Regions from separate parts of the Sus scrofa genome. Here region 1 is linked to region 2. Evidence: chromatin contacts called from public Hi-C data. All regions are on one chromosome and are shown on one strand. The core of a region is the stretch at or near the end of the contact, and the rest is flanking DNA. Distances in the headings are between cores, read along the strand shown.

Region 1 (5,567 bases), core at 2,486-4,985, 54 kb before region 2:
ATAAGACTGTTCATATTCTCTGACTCAGAAGAGTCTTACTTAAAGGGGTATGTTAAGGAGATTACTGAAACAAACAAAATAAAAATTACGCATAAGTCAATACATAACTTTATAATACAATACAAAAATTTCAAGCTACATTTCCAACAACAGAATTGTCTAAATTACATAGATAACAGTAATGTGAGTATTTAAATAAAACTTTGTGATTTAAAATGCACTTTATATTATCTTATTGCTCCCATGAAGTGGGTACTGTATGCTTCATATACCAATGAGATAACTAGAGATCTCTGAGGCTAAATAACTTAAGGAAGCAGATTCAGTAACAGAAATATGACACACACCCAGGCCTCATTACTCTAAGTCTAGGGCTGTTCACATTGATGATATGTTTCAATAGCAGCATGGAAAAACATTTGCTATGTTTAAACAAAGGGTAGACAAAAGAATTGTGAAGACATTTTAATGGCAGTTTAAAAAGTTTTTAAATGTAGATATATGGTTAAAGACCAAAAGAAAAGAGAAAAAAAAAAAAAAAACCCAAGTATTTGGCACATCCATGTTCAAAGCAGCATTATTCACAATAGCCAAAAGGCAGAAGCAACTCAGTGTCCTTTAACAATGAATGCATGAACAAAACATGATATACACATATAAGGAAATATTATTCAGCCTTAAAAAGGAAAGATATTTCAGAGTTCCTGCTGTGGCACAACAGGATTGGTGGCTTCTGCATCGCCAGGACACAGGTTTGATCCCCGGACTGGTACAGTGGGTTAAAGGATCCAGTGCTGCCGAACCTGTGGAGTAGGTTGCAACTGCAGCTCAGATCTGATCCCTGGCCCGGGAGTTCCACATGCCACTGAATGGTACACTTAAAAATTGTTAAAAATGGCAAATACTACTTATTTTTACCACATAAAAAATAAAATTTTAAGGAGTTCCCTGGTGGTCTAGTGGTTAGGACTCAGTGATTTCACCGCTGCAGCCCAGTTTCAATCCCTGGTCTGGGAGCTAAGATCCCACATCAAGCCACTGCTCATCACATAGTCAAAAAAAATTTTTTAATAATTTTTTAAATAAAAATTTAAATTGCTCTATTATGCCACAGTAATAGTAATTAGGTAAAAATTCTTCATTAAAATTTGGTTAAAAAACGAAAAAATAAGGAGTTCTCTTGTGGCATAGCAGGTTAAAGATGCAGCACTGTCACTGCAGTGGCTTGGACTGCTATTGCATGGGTTCAATCCCTGACCCAGGAACGTCAGCATGCCATGTGTGTGGCAAAAACAAAATCCCAAAAGACCCTTTATTCATTTAATATATTTTTCTTTGAAAATTCATATTTAAAAATTGTTCTTGGCTTCAAACAACTAGAAATTGTAGACAATACAAGGAATGTTCTATGCAAGAAACATCTAAACTCTAATCAAAGGATCCGTATGCAAAGAAAATGTTTACTCTTAATTCAAAAGACTGCCAAATGAAAGTATATTTTCATGTTTTTAAATTAAATTATAATAATTTAATTTTCTTATGATTACCACTTTAATCTACCAACTATATTCAACTATAGTGAGCATGCAGACACTCTTTTTTACCACCAGATGGAGCATATACAACAAAATGTACACATTTGAGAACTTGGAATGAAGTATTAAATTTAAGCTGCCATTGTGGAAAGTAAAATATACAGATTTTCTTTTGTAAGGCATTGTGAGAGGGGATCAAAGAAACTGAAAGCCACAAAATATCACCTATATCTCATTTAATCACATTTTAGATTATAATTTTTTAAAACCTATACCAAATCACATTATTTATACATATCATGATATCTTCAGTTGTACAGTATATTATAGTAGATGGTAAACTTGATTTATGAGTTAGAACATAGAATTGCTAAAAAAAAAAAAAAAGAAAAGAAAAAAGAAAAAAAGGAGTTCCCGTCGTGGTGCAGTGGTTAACGAATCCGACTAGGAACCATGAGGTTGCGGGTTCGATCCCTGCCCTTGCTCAGTGGGTTAAGGATCCGGCGTTGCCGTGAGCTGTGGTGTAGGTCGCAGAAGTGGCTCAGATCCCGCGTTGCTATGGCTCTGGCGTAGGCTGGCACTATAACTCCGATCAGACCCCTAGCCTGGAACCTCCATATGCCATGGGAGCGGCCCAAGAAATGGCAAAGACAAAAAAAAAAATATATATATATATATATATATATAGAATTGCTAATAACTGGTTAATCACCTTAGGTGAGATACTAACATGACAAAATACAACAACCCCCAAATAAAAGAACTAAGCAAGTTAATAAGCACTTCCCAAAATGTGTTCTGCACATTGTAACACGCTGATTGAAGAAATGATTCTGTGGTCAAATAAATGTGAAAAATACTTGATACTACAGCCTCATCCTCCATCTAAAATAAAAAATGCATACTTGCATATTAAAATTGTTTATGAATCTTGTGAGAAAAAAGTCTGTTTCACTCTAAAAGTATTTCCCAAGTTTATGGAAACATGGAGCTCTTTTATCCTCAGAATACCTATGAAACAGCCTACTGTGCTGAATCAGTATTTCATAAGAAATGATACACTTTGGGTAGTGTTGATGAAATGATATCTAATGTTCCTGCCGAAGACTTTCAGAACACTTAGAATCTGCAACAGAGTTATACTAGGTTAATGATTAAAAAACAACTTCTCCTAGCACTCTTACATTGGAAGTAAACAGTTTAAATTAGCAATAGCTTTCTGAAGAGCTATTTGACAAAATACATCCAAATTTTAAGCATGGCATACCATTCTCCCATTATCTCACTTCTAGGATTTTTTCCTAAAGGAAAAAAAACCAGATTAATGCATAAAGATGCATTTGTAAGGATACTCAATGCAGCAGTATTTATATTACAAAAAAGAACCTAAATATCCAGCAATGGGGAACTGGCTAAATAAATTTCAATATATTCAAATAACAGAACACTAGGTAGGTACAATGGGTAATCTATATTCACTAACAGAAAGGTATCTGCAACCCAGTGACAGAACAAAACTGTGATCTCATACATGTAACATTTTCTATTTACATATGTCTACCCATCATCTGGAAGGATTCTTACTAAAAATGTTAACATTTCACACTCATAAGGATATCTAAGTCTTTAAAAAAACAAAAGCCAAAAAAAAAAAAACAGGAAAAAACAAGTGTTCGCATAAATGTGGAGAAAATGGAACTCCTGCACATTACAGGTGAGAATGTATTATGTTACAGCAGCCATGGAAAACTGTATGGTAGTTCCTCAAAAAAAATATAGACATGCCTTTTGATCCAGCAAGTCTATAACTGGGTATAAATATAAAGAACTGAAAGTAGTAAGTCAAACAGTATTTGTACAGCAATGTTATGTCCACATTATTCACAACAGCCGAAGAGGTAAAAAAAAAACCCAAGATGTCCATCAACTGATGAATGAATACACCAAATGTGGTATATACATATAGTGGAATATTATTCATCCTTAAAAACAAAAGACATTCTGACACATTCTATAAAAAACATGGATGTAAAGACATTATGCCAAATGAAAAAAGCCAGACACAAAAGGATGAATTTTGGATGATGTCACTTATATGAAGTATCTAGAGTAGTCAAATTCATAGAGACAGAAAGAAAACACCGGTTAGCAGGGACTGGGGGAAGGGAGGAAGAGGGAATTACTGTTAAATGGGTTCAGAGTTTCACCATGGGATGGCGAAAAAGTTCTGGAGTTGGGTAATGATGATGGTTGTGCAACTCTGTGACAGTACATTTGAAAACAGGTAAAATGATCTGTTATTTTATGTTCAGTATATTTTACCACAATAAAATAAAATCTAAAAAATGTTAATATTGGTTATCTCTAGATGGAAGAATTTAGGTGATTTAAAATTTTTAAATAGGTTTTCTATATTTATAGATTCCTGCTCCTTCTCTCTCTCTCTTTTTTAAACTCAATGAGCAATTTTTACTGTTAGAAAAAATAATTTTGGAAGCAAAATCATTCCCTAGGCACCATCCTGTGAGCTAAGAGGCCCTTGCCTAATCAGTATATCTTGTCATCTTAAGTATACAGAGCAAATTATAACCAAGAGTAGAAGGGGACTGAAAGGTATACTCAAGCACTCAAAAATAAGAGTGCCAAAGGGACAGCTACTGTGCCAAGTACTGAGATGTACACATTACATATGTCAGCTTCAAAATTATCATATGAAGCTTCTATTAGCAACTTTATTTTATAGATAAGGAAATTTTAGTATTACATTTAATGACACTCAGAAATGTACACAATATAAAGTTTAAAAAGTACTTACAAAACAATATGATGCCACTTGTTGTTGTTTTTGGCCCTGCCTATTGCATGTAGAAGTTCCCAAGCCAGGGCTGAACCCATGCCACAGCTATAACCAGAAACACAGCAGTGACAATACCAGATCCTTAATCCACTGAGCCAGGAGGGAACTCCTCACTTCCGTTTTTTAAATAAGGATGTATGTGGGAATATGCATGGTTTTATGTATATACTGGAAAAACGGGCACCAAAAATATTAATTGTAGTTATCTCTGAGCAGAAGAATCAATAGGGATTTATATTTCTTGTTTGATTGTTTATCTATAATCCTTAATTTTTATCTTATTAATGTATTCCTTTTGTATTGAGCAAAAGATTTATGTTATACATCAAAAGATATTGTGATGATAAATATGAAAGCCTATTAAATTATTATCATAAAGAAATTCATCTAACTTATGGAACCAAATCATAATTTAGATCACTACCACAAAAATCACTGGTTAGGGAAAAAAAAAAAAATGTAGAATTCCACTTACATTCCATCTTTTCCTTTTTTCCTTTCTTTCCTTTAGAAGAAGATGAACGAGATGATGCAGAAGACTGGGCCCCTGATGAGTGCTGGGAGGTAACATCCACAGAGGAAAGATCACAGGCAGACTTTCTGCTAGAATGGTCCTCCTGAATACCTAAACTGTTACTACCAACACTATCAAAAAACAAGGAATAGCGATTAAAGAAAGAAATAAAAAGTGTCCAATCAGAGCTAAATACACAGATATTCTAAAATATAATTAGACACAAGGAGAAAACTATTATCAAAGATGCTTTCCAATTCTTTTCCTATAACCATAAGCCTGGATTATTCCCTATGGCTCAATTTATTACTGAGAAAAGTCTCCGGCAGTTTTTTTATTGTTGTTTGTTTTTTGTCTTTTGTCTTTTTAGGGCCACACCTGCGGCATATGGAGGTTCCCAGGCTAGGGGTCTAATCGGAGCTACAATGCGGGCCTACGCCACAGCCACGTGGGATCCAAGCCGTGTCTGCGACCTACATCATAGCTCATGACAACACCAGATCCTTAACCCACTGAGCGAGGCAGGGATCAAACCCGCAACCTCATGGTTCCTAGTCGGATTCGTTTCCTCTGCACCACGACGGGAACTGTCTCCGGCAGTTTTTTACTAAAGTGGAACTAGTAAAAATGGGTAACTCAAGACTCATAAGAGAAAAAAGTA
Region 2 (5,572 bases), core at 337-2,836:
TCTATACCTGGTCCAGGAACTTCATAACTCATAAAACTGACTACCCCACAGAAGGCTGGCTATTCAAGTATTAATGCTCTTACATAACACTACACACCAATATATCTAAAGAGAAACAGAAATTCTTCCACATGTGTATGAAATTGTTTATGTATTATAACGCACCATCATTACAAACACAAGCCCAAGCTACTCACTAGGAAAAGATGAGATACACATGTATTTATCCACACATACAATGTATTCTAGCTTGATATTTATTTTTCTGATTAGAGCATCAAAGTCAATGCAATGAAGGTTCAAATGGTTCAGATTCATTTTTATTACAATGAATGGAGTTGGTCAGTTTAGCGCACCAAAACTAATTATTACACGCCCATGGACTTAAAGTAACTTCTACCACTGGTCTAACAACCAATCCCCCAAGTTAAAATCTCATGTTATTAGCGGCATTCTGCCTTGTTTAAAAACAAAATTTTAAACTAAGAAATGTTTTAAATGACGAGTATTTTATCATTACTTCTACAAACCTTTTCAAGTTCTTACTAGTACTGCCTAAGATAGCCTTTCCTTTAAAACCTTTTAGATACAGGGCTGTAGGAGGTTTCATTAACATGGCAACATAAGCATTAACGACTTTTCCAAATTCAAAACAAGAATCACCATCAAAACAAAACAAGCTGGTAGGTACATAGGTGGATACAGATCACTATTCCTGACAATGCCTTTTTTCCTACATGGAGGATTTGCTACTACACTAAAACCACATTTAAATGTATGCCTATGTGCAACTTCCTATCCTTTAGGATAGCCAGCCAAATTCCAACCCCATATGTGTGACATTAGCTAAATATCATTGAGCTTGTTAGGCTCCACTTAGAAGAGGGCGGGGAAAATACTGACAACTTTCAAAGCGTACAAGCTTTTAAAATCTCCCCCTACATCACTGGTGAATAAACGGACAGACTACATTCAGCAACCGCCAGACTGGAGCAGAAGATGAAAGTTTTCCCTAATACTTGAGAATGTTTTTCCCCACCAAAAAGGAACAGAAACTAGTCATCCCTGCTACGGGGGCCAGTTCCCCGGAATTTCCCAAAATATGCCTGATCTCCGAAAGAAGAAGGGTCACTTCTCCGGAGACCAAAGGCGAAAGGTATCTCACATCTTTCAAAAAAGAGAAGGGGCGGGGGAGGAGGCGCAGGCACTGGCAGGTGAGGAAGAAAATCCCGTCTACCGCCGGCAACAGCGGGATCTAAAACCCAGGTCTCGGAATGGCCCTCCTAGCAAAGCCTCAGGACCCACGAAGGCTCCCCGACGGGGACGCCCAGCTGGGCCAGGGCTCCCCGCGCCCCGCCCCGCCTCTCACCGCCGCCGGGGACCCGGGACCGCGGACAGAGACAGCAGAGGCTAAGCGAGCGTCCGCGGTCCTGGCCAGGTCCTCCCACAGCTCACCTGAGAATGTCGCCTCCGCCCTCGGCTCCCACGGTGCATCCCGCGGGGCCTGGCGGAGGGTGCAGTGACGCCGCCCCGACTGGCCCCAGGGCTGCCCGGCCTGGCCTCTCCGCTCTGGGGACGCACCGGGTGCCCGCCTCAGACCGGCTCCCGGGATCCGCCGGTCTGCAGAGAAGGAAGGAGAGGCGGAAAAGCTGCCTCCCCTCCCCCACAGCAAGCCACCCTCTGAGCTGCGGCTCTCTGCAGTTTCCTCTGGCGCAGGTCTGGCCCGGCTCCCCCGCCCGGGAGTCACTTCGGCAGCGGCGGCCCAGTCGCCATTACAGCCCAACAACTGACACGGAGGAGGAGCCGCGCCGGCGGCAGCGGCGGTGGCGGCGGCGCGAGGCAGGGCGGGAGCAGTCGCGGGGTGGTGGGGGCGGGTGTCTTGGCAAGCCTCGCGAGAACTGTCCCGAGACGCTGCCACAGGAATGCAACCTTCTGTTAGAGCCATGTTGAGTGTGGTCAAAAAGTGAGTGTGAGAAAAAACGAAGAAAGGACACTTGATGGCGCCATGTTTAGTGTGGCGAAGTTTTCTCCTTGCAGGATTCAGGAGGAGCTAAAGTAGATCCGCAGCGGAGACCTCCCCCCACCCCTCCCCCCGCCCTCCTTCATCTGAAGCTAATTGGGCCTCTGGCTGCGCATTTCTACTCTCCGGCCGGAAAAAAAAAAACACACAAGCTGAGGTTGTGACAAGGATGAACTCGAAGTCAGAAAATTGCAGCTTCCCAAAGTTTACGATGTTTCACCAGTGGTTGTCTAAATAAATCTTCTGTACCCCAGTCAGTTTTAGAGTAATTGCAGCTCTGCGGCTGCGGCAGTTGCCCACTGCTGTCACTGTAGCCGTTTTATTCGCGAGGGTTACAATTCTGTTCAGCAAGGACTCTAATGGCTTAGGACTTCAGAACAAGGAAAACGGAGTTTCCTCGCTTTAGATGTTGGCATTGATACAACTGTGCTTTAAGAGATTCTGTGACCATCATGTCTTCTAATATCTTTATCCTCTTTCCCCAGCTTCTGCATGGTGAATTCTGTCATCTCTCAAGACTTAGCTTAAATAACATCTCTTCTGCAAATAATGCCACCTTCTGCACACAAGCTCTCCACCCATCACTTTCCTCCACCTTCTGAACTCATATAGCTATTTATCCAGAGACTGTTTCTCATCTTTAAGTGTCTTAACAACTCTTTTCCCTCCTTTCTTCTGTGTGTGTGTGTGTGTGTGTGTGTGTGTGTACACACATACGTATATACATACCCCAACAGGGCCTAGCACAGTAACTGGAACAATAAATGCTTGTTGAGTGGATCAATAAATGCTCAATAAATGCTTGTTGAATGGATCTTAAAAGCAGAAGGCAATAACTGTCCCCTCAATGTAGGCCAAAAAGTGAGTGTGAAAAGTGACTCCTGGTCAGGGGAGCCGGGCCACTGTGTCTGAATAGGAGGTAAACAGAGTTATAAAAATCCTGCACATAAGTAAAACGTGTACTGCGTCTCCAGAAAGCTGCGCTGGAGAGAACAGAAGATGTGGGTATCCCAGTGGTGCAAGTGGTAGCAAGAAAAACAAGATAAGGAAAGAGTTATTTACATTTTCCCCCAACCTTTCCGTGTGAGGCGGTGGGATAGATGTTTTTCACGTTATTACAACTTATTCAACCATCTTATTAAGTAGTATACTCACTTTTTTTTTCTTTCTATCTTTGTAGGACTGCACCAGCAGCACATGGAAGTTCCCAAGCTAGGGGTCAAATCAGAGCTGCAGCTGCCAGGCTACAGTACAGCAACAGCAACACCAGATCTGAGCCATATCTGTGACCTATGCCACAGCTTGTGGCAACACTGGATCTTTATCCCACTGAGTGAGGCCAGGGCTCAAACCTGCATCCTTATGGATAGTAGCTGGGTCCTTAACCCACTGAGCCATAACGGAAACTCCTTACACTCACTTTTTTAAAAAAGAGAAAATGGGTTCTGAAAAGCTAAGTAATTTGACCAATATGAAAACATCAATAAAAGGTGGATGTAAGATTTGAGGTCTCCCTTACTCCAAAGGCTGTTCATATATTTTTCACACCAGTGCTTCCTCCTGGAAGGCAGAGGAAATACCAAAAGTTCCTGTTACTGTGTGGGGAGCAATGTACTCTCATACCAGCTCGTGTGCAACTTCCATCTCTTACATCTTGTACTGATCTTTGCTCTCCCCTTGTCTCAAAGATGCCTCAAACTTGGAGTTCCCCTTGTGGCTCAGCAGTAACAAACCCAACTAGTATCCATGAGAACATAGGTTTAATTCCTGGCCCTGCTCAGTGGGTTAAGGATCTGGTGTTGCTGTGAGCTGCAGGGTAGTTCGCAGAGACAGTTTTGTTCTGGCATTGGCAGTGGATGTGGCGTAGGCCAGCAGCTGTAGACCTGATTCAACCCCTAGCCTGGGAACTTCCATATGCTTCAAAGACAAAAGACAAAAAAATAAATAAATAAAATACAATGCCTCAAACTCATCAACTTCTCTCCTTTCAGCATCCCATAACTCCTGTTGTCTATACTCTACAGATTTGCTCCTGAGTATATTGTTTTGTACTAACTGCCTATAGTTTCATAAAAGTTATTAATCTCTGGAAAAAGACTGGGAGCTTAATGAGAAAAGGTTTGTTATCCTTCCCAGTAGTTTCCATGGCACCAGGTGCATCATAGGTATTCAATGTGGCTTCCTTTTTACTCCTACTACTTCTTAGTAGACACCAAGGTTGGATTTTTCTAAACTTTATATTCTTTGTTGCATACTATAACTTTGACTCTCAACTCTCTTGGATAACTGGATCTTGGCCTCAGATTTCAGACTGAATTTCCATTGTCTTACCCATCTGCACATAGATACCGAAGACAGAGATACAGAAGTCACTGGTACCTCCAACTCCCAAATTATGTTTATTGTTTTCCCTCTCCTCAGTCCCACAAAACCAGCTCTTCCTCCTGCCCTGTATTCCTGTTCGTGGTCATTGCAAACATACTTTGAGAACTGATAAAATAAGAGATTTTAGAATACGATATATTCTTCTCTATGCCTTGCTCTACCCAATCAGCTACTGTCTCTAAATACCAATAATACATATTTCTTATACCTAGTCCTTTTTTTTCCAGATGCACCACTGCTTTTCTAATCTAGGTTTTCATTTCTATTGCCCAAATGATTTCAGTTGTCTACCTCGAGTTCAGCTTGAGTTTTGTTCTTGCACTGCCTCTGCCCGACAAGATAAGTAAAAATTTCTCATCTCAGTCCTTAAAGCCTTTCTCAATGTTACACCAGCCTAGCTTTCTATCTTCCTAAAGTAAGGCAGCACAAAAAAAATAGAAAGGGTAGAGATATGGTGTGAGGAAGATTCCAGTTCAAATCTTGGCTCCATGACTTGCCCTATGACCTCAAAAACCTCAATTTTATTGTCCATAAATCATGACTAATGATACTTACACTACAGGGTTGTCCTTTTTTTCATTTTTTAAAAGTGTTATTGAAGTATAGTTGACTTACTGTGTGATAATTTCTGCTGTACAACAAAGTAATTCAGTTCTACATATACACACGTCCCCTATAGGGTTGTCTTAAAGGTTAGAAATAACATCTGTCTAGAGCCTGGCACATAAAAGAGAGAACTCAACAGTGGCTATTATTACTTCCCCCATTGGATGTTCTGTTCAAGCCAAGTTGGCTCTCAGACATGGCCTGTTCATTCCTACCTCTAGACCTTTGTTTCATAACCTGGATCACATATCACCCTGCTTTGCCATTTCCATCACACTCCTTAAGTATAAACTCAAAAGCTACTTATTACAGAAAAAAATTCCATGATTGCTCATACTCTACATGTGCAGAGTGCACCCCTAAACTCCACAATGCTGTGTACCTCCTTAGGGCTGTATCTACTACGGATAGTTCTGCATTGATCTGATGCACCTTTGGCACATTAGACTATAAAGCCCTTTGTCTCCTTCATAGAGAGTAAGAGGATAACTCTGTAGTCAGGTAGGTCTGGGTCAAATCAAATAACTTTGGTCAAAGTACTTGACCTCTTTGTGCCTCAGT

The links. Hi-C and Micro-C count contacts between places; a contact is called where the count stands out from the background.
Region 1: a contact with region 2 is called in a Hi-C map of liver, with 4 times the contacts expected there. The contact joins the enhancer-like site here to the promoter of CEP350 in region 2. A contact is called at or near these places in 1 of 5 promoter capture datasets (fetal liver), 2 of 47 Hi-C or Micro-C datasets (fetal heart ventricle and liver) and 1 of 2 datasets of contacts at active chromatin or transcription factors (alveolar macrophages).

What each region holds. Positions count from the first base shown.
Region 1 is chr9:121,642,534-121,648,100 of Sscrofa11.1, reverse strand. It overlaps CEP350 (centrosome-associated protein 350), which reads right to left. Exons shown (of 43, transcript XM_021063750.1): 15 at 4,868-5,037. Among named protein-coding and RNA genes, the nearest start is that of CEP350, 55 kb to the right of the region's middle. Within about 2 kb of position 3,735, at least 1 of the 83 cell types and tissues checked has an H3K27ac peak or open chromatin away from gene starts, as enhancers often do. A contact at or near this core is called in liver, where this site is marked.
Region 2 is chr9:121,586,688-121,592,259 of Sscrofa11.1, reverse strand. CEP350 (centrosome-associated protein 350) reads right to left here and starts at 1,586. Exons shown (of 43, transcript XM_021063750.1): 1 at 1,456-1,586.